4 separate regions of the Mus musculus genome follow, and all the other regions are linked to region 3. Evidence: chromatin contacts called from public HiCAR-type and HiChIP or PLAC-seq data. All regions are on one chromosome and are shown on one strand. Each heading gives the region's core, a stretch centred on a gene start, on an enhancer-like site or on the middle of the called end of the contact. The rest is flanking DNA. Distances are from core to core; before and after follow the strand shown.

What was found. HiCAR-type assays count read pairs that join an accessible place to other places. HiChIP or PLAC-seq counts read pairs in DNA pulled down with a chosen protein or histone mark.
Region 1: a HiCAR-type map of astrocytes shows a contact between it and region 3, with 3 times the contacts expected there. The contact joins the promoter of Pik3c2a here to the promoter of Xylt1 in region 3. A contact is called at or near these places in 1 of 39 promoter capture datasets (pre-B cells) and 1 of 115 datasets of contacts at active chromatin or transcription factors (astrocytes).
Region 2: a contact with region 3 is called in an H3K4me3 HiChIP or PLAC-seq map of neural tube, with 4 times the contacts expected there. The contact joins the enhancer-like site here to the promoter of Xylt1 in region 3. A contact is called at or near these places in 2 of 39 promoter capture datasets (hippocampal neurons and liver), 1 of 15 datasets of contacts at CTCF or cohesin (large pre-B cells), 2 of 484 Hi-C or Micro-C datasets (embryonic fibroblasts and nephron progenitors), 14 of 115 datasets of contacts at active chromatin or transcription factors (the 230-238 cell line, cardiomyocytes, craniofacial prominence and 10 more) and 2 of 9 other capture datasets (adipose tissue and pancreatic islet).
Region 4: a HiCAR-type map of astrocytes shows a contact between it and region 3, with 2.8 times the contacts expected there. The contact joins the promoter of Nucb2 here to the promoter of Xylt1 in region 3. A contact is called at or near these places in 2 of 39 promoter capture datasets (hippocampal neurons and pre-B cells), 1 of 484 Hi-C or Micro-C datasets (CD4 T cells) and 4 of 115 datasets of contacts at active chromatin or transcription factors (astrocytes, bone marrow-derived macrophages, embryonic stem cells and 1 more).

Annotation. Positions count from the first base shown.
Region 1 is chr7:116,442,133-116,444,832 of GRCm38.p6, forward strand. It overlaps Pik3c2a (phosphatidylinositol-4-phosphate 3-kinase catalytic subunit type 2 alpha), which reads right to left and starts at 1,326. Exons shown (of 33, transcript NM_011083.2): 1 at 1,172-1,326.
Region 2 is chr7:116,728,953-116,731,652 of GRCm38.p6, forward strand. Gm39074 (a long non-coding RNA gene) reads left to right here. Exons shown (of 5, transcript XR_003946864.1): 4 at 867-969. Among named protein-coding and RNA genes, the nearest start is that of Gm39074, 13 kb to the left of the region's middle. Within about 2 kb of position 1,374, at least 7 of the 459 cell types and tissues checked have an H3K27ac peak or open chromatin away from gene starts, as enhancers often do. A contact at or near this core is called in craniofacial prominence and neural tube, where this site is marked.
Region 3 is chr7:117,379,669-117,382,368 of GRCm38.p6, forward strand. It overlaps Xylt1 (xylosyltransferase 1), which reads left to right and starts at 1,311. Exons shown (of 12, transcript NM_175645.3): 1 at 1,311-1,852. The coding sequence starts at 1,511.
Region 4 is chr7:116,502,991-116,505,712 of GRCm38.p6, forward strand. Nucb2 (nucleobindin 2) reads left to right here and starts at 1,379. Exons shown (of 14, transcript NM_001130479.2): 1 at 1,379-1,494.

The DNA.
Region 1 (2,700 bases), core at 76-2,575, 940 kb before region 3:
ACCCATGGGAATCTGTGGAGGTGCTGTATTTATTATGTATCTATGTTAAAAATCACTTTGAAACTAAGTTTGAGTTAACAAATATCTCTCTCTCAGTTACAATGCTTTTCAGTATTCAAAACACTGAATGCCAAACTTGCAGGCAGTTTCAAAAACTTGAAAATTTCAACCAAGGCACTTCAGCGTGGTCTGTAACCTTGAATAACCAACTCCAATTACAGCAGAGCTACTTAACAGTTTCTCGTGGAGAAAGAACCATCAGGGAGGCAAGAGTACAAAGTCTTCCCTGGAACCAGTGTTCCAGGACCTCTGCGCAGCCTCTCTTCCCGAACACTACTTCACCAACCCCCTAAGAATAGCCTTTTATTTTCTGTCCTTGGCTTGAGATGTACCACATTCAGTGATCTCCCCCCCCCCCCGCCCCCCGCCCCGAAGGCAGTATTCTTCCTGACACCTACCTGGAAAGATTTAGGGATACTTTTTAAGAAGTAATCTTGTTCAAACAGGGATGCTTCCTTCGTGTCACTGAATTCAAACACCCACTGGCTAAAATAAAAATATACTAATTAGGACTTCACCTTCTATCAGGACAACACGGTGAAAGAACTACCGTATACACTCCCCTCCTCTTCAATTATTCCTTGTTCCTCAGTCACGCAGGAAGAGTTAAATATTCTTACTTTAATGCCCTAGCAGAAAGATGATGCACTAAATATACACAAATATCATTGCGTTCCCAAAGCAAGCAGTTTCTGGATTTTTGTTTTAAGGTAACGAGGTGAAGGGTCTCAGAAGAAAAAGAACCACCCGAGGCTCTAAAAACCGAGCTGGGAGAGGAGAAGGAAGAGGCCATAGCAGAAGTTCAACAGCCACTCTCCAGAACAGTCGGGACAGGAGCCTGGGACCGCCACCGCGGCTCCCTCGCTGTCCCGGGGGACCGTGGGGTGGCTTCCCCTCCCCCGCCCCCCGAGGGACAGCAGCGTCCGGCGGCCCGCGACAAAGGGGCCTGGCGCGGGGCGCTGGCGACCGTCGGGTGGGGGACGGGGCCCCGAGGAAGGAGTCAGAGAGGATGGAGTGACCAAGGGGCACGGCGGCCGGGTCCCTCCCCTCTGAGTCCCTCGGCGGCTGCGCAGAGCCAGGTCCCGCTCCGCACGCACCGGCAGCCCCTCACCTCACGCTGCGGGAGTCTTGGTCTTCACCGCAACCCGAGCCTTCGCGCCCTCCAAGGTCCGAGCCATGTTTTTCTCCCGCCTCAGCTGGCTCAGCCGGCCGCTGAGGAGAGCTTCGACTGACTCCGCGGCCAGCCGAGCTCTGCACGTCACTTCCGATGGTGCAAGCACCGCCCCCGTACTTGAGCGCCTTGCGATTGGCCGACGCGGATGGCCTACCTGAGATGGCGGGCGGGGCGCAGGCGGAGCCTGAAAGGCAGCAGCGGGGAGGTTGCGGGATGGAGTGTGGTTGCCCCGGGGAATGGGTGTCTTAGGCGCGGCCGGCCGGGGGCCTCTCGGGGAGGCTACCCCGGGACTCCTCCTGGCCGGCCTCGAGCTCCGAAGCGCCCTTTGTTCCCGGGCCCTGTCCCAGCACCGCGCGCCTCTGATCTCTGGCTTGCGGTTGCCTGGTTTGAGGTTTTGGCCCCAGGCCGCCCAGAGATTAGCTTGGTTTGGAAGACAGAAAAGAACAGTCAAGACGAAATCTTTCATTCCCTCCAGCGGTCGGCGAGCTCTCGCGGACGTTCAGGTGCTTCGAAGTTTGCATTAGCTCGTCGTGTGGGCCCTGGAAAGGGCTGGATGCGTGCGTGCGGCGTTCTCGCCTTGGTGTTTGCTGACAGCCCCGCCGCGGCCAGGTGGGCAAGGTTAGCCCGGTAATAACAGCGCTCGGCCAGACATCACACCCAGGCCCCATAGTAATCATACCTTTCTCGTGAGCGCGGACTGCAATTGGGCTTGTAAAGAGTTTAGCGCTCTGTTGTCTGATTCAAAACTGTGAAGCAGATGGGAGAATTATTCCCGTTTTACAGATTGCAAAAGACGACTGTCGGTAACTGTCGGAGGAGAGGAATGGCAACGTAAACTGGCAGAGTCTGCTTGGGTTTTGGGATTTCGAAGTGTATTCCCAGCATTTCCCCCTTTCCTTTAGTAAGGGAGGAGAGACCTCTGATCCTTTTGGTTTAAATAAACACGCTTGCACTTCTAGAGGCTGGATGAAGTTCTGCTTTAAGGGGAAGCGGGAGAAGGGGGCAGGGAAGGAGGGCAGGGAAGGGAATATGAGAATGTGGCATCTTCCTGTAGTCCAAGCTGAAGCTAAGACAGGAGATTACTCTAAAGCTCAGCAGTTCAGGACCTGTCTCCAAAAACAAACAAACAAACCTAGCTCAGTGGTAGTGCACCTAAGTAGGTTTAGTCTCCAGCACTAGCTGAAAGCAAAAGGAAAGGCTATTCTAGGGAGAAGTCTAGGAGCAACTTCTGGCTGTACCACCCTCCCTCCCAGCCCCTAGCTGTCTACTAGCCCCACCTCCACGCAAGCTTACACACCCCAGAAGAATGTCCCTTAGGAATCTGCTCAGCTCTACAGCATTGTTCTGCTTTATCTTCTCATCAAAGGAGGAATTTATACACTTGGCAGCTCTTCCTCAAGATTTAAAAGGGTGAGGAAAAGGAATTCTCTCAGGACTGGCTTCCTACCTTCTGCTGGAAAACAGAG
Region 2 (2,700 bases), core at 124-2,623, 650 kb before region 3:
GTGGGATGGAGGAGAAGGAAGGGCAAGACCAAAACCTCAGGTTCATCTCTTGATCATCCCTGACTTATTTCCTGTGAGAGTCTTCCCAGTTTGCTGAGAGTGGTTGGCTCAGGTGCTAAGCTTCTGAGGCTCTGGATGGAGGCGCCTGAGCCGGCTGGAGCGCACACCCCTCTGCTCAGTCCCCAAGAGCTCTCCAGTCAGATCTCAGACATGCCAGCTAATTCCTTCTTATAGATTTGCTTGGCTTTATTAGTGGTAATGGTACCGAGGGTATTTTTCTTTATAGACATTATAATTAGTAATTGTTTTGAAGGGCAATTGCTGTTAAACTACTTATTTTTTCTCCTCCTGGAGGACAGGACAATTTCCAAGACTGATTATTTTGCAATTGAAATTCCACGTCTCCCAGAGGGAAATTTTTATAGCAGTTGGTGGAAGTCAAATCTGCTCTGCTTTCTTTTCTTATTGCTCATTTTCATTTACACACACACACACACACACACACACACACACACACACACACAGACACACACACACACACACACACACACACACACACACACAGACACACACACACACACACACACACACACAGACACACACACACACACACAGACACACACATACACACACTCTGTTTGACAGCTTTCTTGGGCAGTTCCCTGACTCTCTGGCTAATGGGATAAATGATAAATATTCCCCTGACACCATTTCAGTCAATTAATTAGCTAATGTTCAAAGATGGAACGTGTCATGTAGACAGAGAACATTAAGACAGTCTTAATAAAAAAAGGCTTAAACTGATGAAAACCATGGATGGAGAGGTAGTGTGTATTTTGCCTTTGAACTTGAATTTTCTCTTCCAGTTTTGCAGCCCGTCACAGAATTGAAAGTGCTTCATGCCATCAGGTCACCTCTTTAAAGCTTTTTCTTCTGCTTGGAAGTTTTCTGTACCATGCATATGGTGAGGTAATGAACAGGTTATTTCCTCTTAAGTGGAACCAGGCTGATGTTTCGTCTGTCAGGATTGCTGTAATACAATACCACGAACAGTGTGGCTTACAAACTAATTTGTGCCTCATGGTTATAGAGGTTGGAAGAAAGATCAAAGACCTGGCAGATTGAGTGTCTGACTGTGGTTCCTGGTGCATAGACAGCCATCCTTTCTCTGTGATGTCACTTGGCAGGAGGGATGAGGGTCTTTCCGGGTGCATTTCTTCCTGATCTGACCAAACACTCAGCAGATTCAACTGAACAGAGGGGAGATTTAGTTGGCGTTATGATCCTGGAAGGCATAGTCTATCATGATGGGGAAATCACGGCAGCTGGATCCATAGCGATGGGAACTTGCAGCCTTGGTTCTTCTGTCTTCCTGGATCAGAAAGCAATGAGACCATGTTGGATCCAGAAGCAGGTATCACCTTCTAGATCCATTGTTTATGACCATCTTCTGCTAGAAGGCCATTGTGCCATAGAATCTACCGCTTCCCCAAACAGCAGCATTTGCTGGGGACAAAGTACTCAAATGAACGGGCCTTTGGGAAACCTTTCATGTACAAATCATAACATTGGGTATCTTTTATGAAGGTACAACTTATCATAAGGGCTCCCCTGCTTATGACCCAATCACCTCTCAGAGGTCCACATCCCAACATTATCACCTTGAAGATTTCAACTGTTATGTTTTGAGGGACACAGTTTTATCCAGACCACAGAAGCCAAGGATGTTTGGACTTTTTGTGACTAGGAAGGGAGAGTTACCTCAATCAGTTTTGTTCAGGAGCAATTAGAAGGTATGGTGTGACATATTGGCCCCTTTTTTCATAGTCCCAGTTATAAGTACTCACAGAATAGAATACAGTCCTTCATGATTAGCATTTTGAGCTTGAATTAGAGATGAGAGGGATAGCAGGTGGCTTACATGTTGGCTGTATAGTTGCTTTGGTAAGAAGATATGGGGTGAAAGCAGACAACACGTATCAAACATAGGATCCATCAAGTTTACCCCTCCCAACCATCTTCCACCGAGGGCCGCCTGTATCCCCCATTGTACTGTTTACACCTTACCTGTCTATTGAGAGGAACCCAGAGAGACAGCTTCATCAGAGAGACTCAGAATGATGGCTCCCTAATGTTCTGTTCTATTCTGATCATTGACAAAGTGGCAGTGTCTGCTGTGGAAGACACATCCCTGGTATGACATGCTCACAACTGTGTGCTAATAAAAGCCTTTCCCTGTCACAGCTCCTCAGGCACTTCTCATTAGCAGGAGTTGGGAAACAATTGATTAAGACATAATCTCCCATCTTCCCACACAGAATCAAGTAGAGTAGTGAGAACACAGGCTTTGGAGTCAGACTGTTTGGTGGTTGGAAGCTTGTCTCTGCCATCTCCTAGCTGTGCAGGTTTGTGATGTTTCCTGATCTGGGCATTGCCTCAATTTCCATATCTGCAAATGGGGCGAGTAGCAATGTAGGAGGAGCCAAAGGGTGAGTCACCAATTCATTCATTGCAGAAGTATGTATTGAGCTGGTGTAGTAGTAACTAAAATGGGTTTTATTGTTTGACAGTGTCATAGATATTTATAATGACTGTTAGTCATGTCTACCCTGTTCTCCCTCATCTCCCTTATCTCCCTCATCTCCTTCTTTATCCTGCTGGTCCAAGTGTCCTCAACAAGGTTCTCTCCAACTTTTGTGC
Region 3 (2,700 bases), core at 61-2,560:
ATAGATTCTGTACATATCCACTCGCTTCCCTTTACAAACCAGGGTGATGTTTAAAAGGGCAGGAGACAAAAGACCAAGAATTCGCTGTAAGTCCCCAGCTCACTGACATAGGTAGACATCAGTCCCATTCACATGCAGACATTAATAGATGCTATGTATCAAAAGGGGAAGTCTATAAGACTGAGTCAGAGAGAGCTGGATGAAGTTTGAGTTCAGAGAGATTATTCCTTCCAAACTCTCACTGACAGAGCTCAGAACAAGGTCAAGGGGGACAGTCTTGGTGGCTCAAGGTCACCAGTCAGTCCAGGAAAATGCTTCTCCTTATAAAGCAAGGCTGGGCTGACCCAGCTCTGAATCTAGTGCACACAGCAAGTCAGACATCAGGAGGGCGGATGGTAAGAAGGGCGTTAAGGGAGGGAGGCTCTGTGGCTGGGAGGGAGACTTCAGCTTGTGGCCAGGGAGGGTTGGAAAACTTCTTTAGCCACCAAAGCATTCACTTGCCAACTGGATTTGGAGGATGTTGGATTGTGAGTCTTTGGGGACCAGAGAAGTGAGTCAATGAGCCCTGAATCTTTGGTTGGCCCTGGAAGGGGGGGGGGGTGACTCAGAAGTCGCAGTGCTTGTGCTGATTAACCTCGGCGAGTCATTGAGAACCTCCTCCCCATCGTTTCAGTCAGTGATCCAGGAATCCCAGGCTGCACAAGAGCCAGGACCTGTGACACTCCTACGTTTTCTCCCATCTCCACCTGCCAAGGTTTTCTCTCTGTGCAGCCAAAGATGCCGGGACGGAAAACTCCGCGCCTCCTGCAACTCCGCCTCCAGTTTTCTGCCACATGGAACACAGACTCTCAGGACCCTTCTTTCCCTTTTCCTGACCTCTGCAAGCTGAGCTGCCCTGTTGACTCTTCTATCCTCCACTTTCCGTCTCTCTACCCCTTGCACCGGCCTTTTCGCACCCGTACCTTGTTCCCACGCCTGTTCTGGGGGGTGTCTGTCTGCTTCCTTCGCCTCCACCCCCTCCCTCACCTTCTCCTCCCCACGCTGCCCTCGGCTCCTCCTCCAGGCCCCGCCCTCTGCTCAGGGCCCGCGTCCCTAGTGGCCCCTTCCCCAGCCCTGGTACCCCTAACGCCCGCCCTAGAACCCTGGGGGTTGGGTTGGGGACCCTGACCCAGGGAAAAGGGAATCTCGAGGGGCCAGCTCCCTTCCGAGCCGTGTCCCCGCGCGCGCGCGCCGCGCCCCCTCCGCGGCCTCCCCGCGCCCGCCTCCCGCCTTCCCCTCCTCCTGGTGACGTCCGGGTCCCTGCCCGTCTGAAAACTCCGCGCCGCGGCGGTGGAGGAGGCGGCGGCGGCGGCAGAGGAGGAAAGGGAGGAGGAGGTGGTGGAGGAGAGGAGCAGGAGGAGGAGCAGCGGCGAGCCCGGGCGACGTCGGCGGGGCCCGAGCGCGGAGCCCCCGGGATAGAGCGCGCACCGGGGTGTCCCGGCACCCCGCTCGCCCCGGGCCGCCGCGGAAGATGGTGGCGGCGCCGTGCGCCCGGAGGCTGGCGCGGCGCTCGCACTCGGCGCTGCTGGCGGCGCTCATGGTGCTGCTGCTGCAGACGCTGGTGGTGTGGAATTTCAGCAGCCTGGACTCCGGGGCTGGAGAGCAGCGGCGCGCGGGGGCAGCGGCGGGAGCAGCCGAGCAGCAGCAGCCCGCGGCCCCGCGCCGGGAGCGCAGGGACCTGGCTGCCCATCTGCCCGCAGCCCGCGGAGGACCTGGAGGCCGAGCCGGCGGAGGAGGAGCACGGGGAGGCGGCCCCGGAGGAGCCCGCGCACAGCAGCCTGCCAGCCGCGGGGCACTAGCCTCCCGGGCGAGGGTAAGGTGCCCTTTGGGAAGGGGATCTCGAGCCCCGCGGACAGAGAGACAGATGGGCGACCCTACCCATGCCTCACATTGGTCTTGGCCACACAAGTCCCGATATCCGAAGGGACTCTGCGCCCTGGCTGCCTCTGACTGCCCTGGCTGCCCTGGGCAGCTGCAGGGTCGTGCACTGAGCCGCGCTGCTCTGTGCGGAGTCTGAGGACCGCCCCCTTGGGGTCTGGAAAGTGAGCTCCAGAAGAGACTCGCTTTCTAGGGGGTCCTGTTTCCTATCACTCTTTCTGGGCGTCCTACTTGCTCTCTGGGTGGGGGCGTTGATGCCTCACTCTCCACTCGAGTACGTGCATCGGATCGTGACCGGATCCTCAGCCGCTGCTCAAGGGTAGTTCTCCACGCAGCCTCTTTGGTCTGAGCTGTTTGCTGTGGGCTGAGAATGAGTGTGTTAAGTCCTCCACCATGTCCCTGGTGCCCAAATCAACACTGGGTCTTGCAAGCCTGATCTGACTTTGGGTCCTGTTTTCCCCTCTGGGAATCTACTTCTCTCTCCACCTTCCCCAGTCCCCACCTTCCTCAGTCCCTAACCTTGCCATTTCTTGCCCTCCCTGACTTCACCTCCAGGTATTGCCCCTTAGTTCCAGCTGGCTGTCTCTGACTTGACATGGGTGGTCAGTTGCACTTACTGTCTGTCTGTCTGGCCACGCTATCACCACACCTCCCAGTGTGCTTTGCTCTTCTTGGATGTGAATAGTCAGGTCTCTGAAACTGTCTTCCAGTTCTATTAGTACCATCTGGTTGGCTAGGTGGGGCACCGGCTTGTCTTCCTCTTCTATCCCCAACTTCTTTGGG
Region 4 (2,722 bases), core at 129-2,628, 880 kb before region 3:
TATTCAAAGTAAGTGGACGAGAGGTGTGGATAAGAGTTAAAATCTAGAGGCTGAGGTTTTGGTTTAGTCACCATCCCAAGAATGGCCGAGTTAGTACAATGTGACTGACTCTTTTTTATAGACTGTAAGTGTGTGTGTGTGTGTGTGTGTGTGTGTGTGTGTGTGTGTGTGGCTGTTACTGACCCCATTTTATACACAAGGAAATGGAAGCATAGTGCTCTGATACCTTCTTTAGGATGGGTTAGAAAAGTTGAGTGTTGCAAGAGAGAAGTCTGATCTCTAATGGTGCACACAGCCATTAACCCACGTTGTGTCTTGCTAACAGTGGTTTCCATTGCAGTCTACCCTCCCCTGGATCTGTGGGTTCTTCGTTTGTAGATTCAACCAACTAGAGATAGAGAGAATGAGACAGAGAGCGAGCGAGCGAGAGTGCTAAGTGCCAGCATTCGTGTGTCTCTCTCTGCTTCCTGATACCTTGTGCCAGCTGCCTCAAGCTTCTTCTACTGCTGTACTGAAGCACACCCTTAAACTGTGAGCAAAACAAACAAGCAAAACCCCAAAACCAAACCAAACCAAACCAAACCAAACCAAACCAAACCAAACCAAACCAAACCCCTCTTCCTTCTTTAACTGCTTTTCTTAGTATTTTTCGTTGCAGCAAGGAGACCAGCCAGTCAGTACACAACCTAGGACCTTTTTCTTTGGGTTGAAAAACAAAACAAAACAAAACAAAACAAAACAAAACACCCTAAAAATCAGTCAGGTGCGAGTAACTGGCACTCACGCTTCAAAACCAGCTCCAAGGCTCTAAAGCTTTTCTACCCTCCAAGCACGTACAAAATGCCCCACGGTTAAAATGTTGTTAATGTTAAATGTGTTGAAGATGTCTTGACTCCACGGGGCAGAGAGAAGAAAAATCTGTATCTGAGAGGTAAATGCTATTAAGTCACAGGGACTCAGGGACCACGATAAGGAGGGTGGGGGTACGTTAAATACCAGTCTGAGTCCCTGCAGGAAAGAGGCTCTCCAAGACTCACAAGAGGGCTACCACTTTTTTCTCCACCACTGTGGGCGCTGCAGGCTCATGCCAGAGACCAAGAACCTGGCAAACCCTAAGATTTTGTGGGGGATCCCCGGGCATCACTTCACCCTACTAAGCCATGCACTAAGAGCTAGTCTAAGACAGCAAGGGAAGGAAGAGGCGCGGCTTCCTCACGCTTCGGAGAGCGCCACGTCCCTCTTGGCTAGTTCTTCCAGAAGCGCCTTCGCGTAGGCGCGTCCCTGGACCAGTTCACCAATAGGAGTCCTCCGCGATCCGGAGCTGGACCAATTAGCGGCTGTGGGGGGAGGAGGCAGTCACCATGGCAACCAGGAGGCGGGCACGCATTAGGCTGTGGATCAGAGCAAGGCGGAGGGCCGTGGGCAGGGAAAACTGGTGTGCTCGCGGCGGGCATCAGTCGGCTTAGCCTCGCGCGCCGGGACCCTGCAGAGAAGGTCAGTGGCGCGGAGCAGGGTGTAGATCCCAGCCTCGAGGAGGCTGGACGGGTCACAGAAGAGAGGGCGCAGGTCTGTTCTTGCCCTGCCCATGGTTGTGGGCATGGAGGGCCGAGTTCTGGGCGGGCAAGGTTGGGGAGGGTCTCCCAGCTGAAGCCGGAGGCGTCGGGTCCACTCCACCACTCTTCTAGCTACAGAGCGCTTGAGCTTTTCTTCCGGGTGGGTAGCACGAGCAGGCAGAGTAGGTGCTGGACCCAGACTGGGGCGGGGTACGTGGGCGAGGGGCTCGCCCACTGGTGAGGTCTCTGGACCTATCGATTCCCGGCTGATGCTCCGCGCCCCCCCGCCCCCCTCCAGTTGTGGAGCAAAGCTAGGCCCAGGAACACAGCTCTTCCCCGGGGTATGTGAAACCAGCATCTGCCACTAAGGAGAAAGTTCCTGCCAGCTGTAGTATCGTTTGCCCCAAAGTGACAAATTAGGTGAAAGAGGATACATTTTGATTTAGGGGGAAGAGAAAGATGTTACTTTCTTGTTGCACCTGCTGAATGTTACCTCCGTGGGCTGGTGTGGTTATTGTGGTTGATACAGACAGCAGTCTTACCAGACAGTTATTTTGCAAAATCAGAAAGGGGTGGAGGGGAAGAGAATGAAAATGAACAGGAACCCTTGTTCTGATAATTTATACCTTTTACACGGGTTAATGTACCTTTTACACAATTGAATGCCGAGTGCTATCATCTAAGTTTCTTATTTAAGAAACTGTGGATAAATAATATACATTTTATCCCCCTCCCCAATCATCCTGATTTTGACAAAAGGCAGGAAAGTGGTGACTCACACAATATCAGCTGTTAGGGGAGCCTGAGGCAGGAGGATACGGGGCTTAAATGAAAATATTTGTTATAGTGAGTTACAGTTAATTTTGGGATTTCCCTACAGGAAAGCTTAAAATGTTGAGATGATTGTCCCAAAGAATTGTCAAGAGGTGATAGTATTCTACCAGGCATTTGGACCAGGGAGCCTTTGGCTATTTAAATTGCTTCTTAAGGTCTTCCCTGGCTGGTTTTGTTAAGAAACTGGACTTGAGTAATGCTCAGATTATTTTATCTTAGAAATTGTATCAGGAGTTTTCCCTCACATAAGCTGTGTTATGGTTCTATAAAACTCAAATTCAACAAATAATGGTCCATGTTCCAACACATGTTCCTTGGTTAACACAATTAACAGG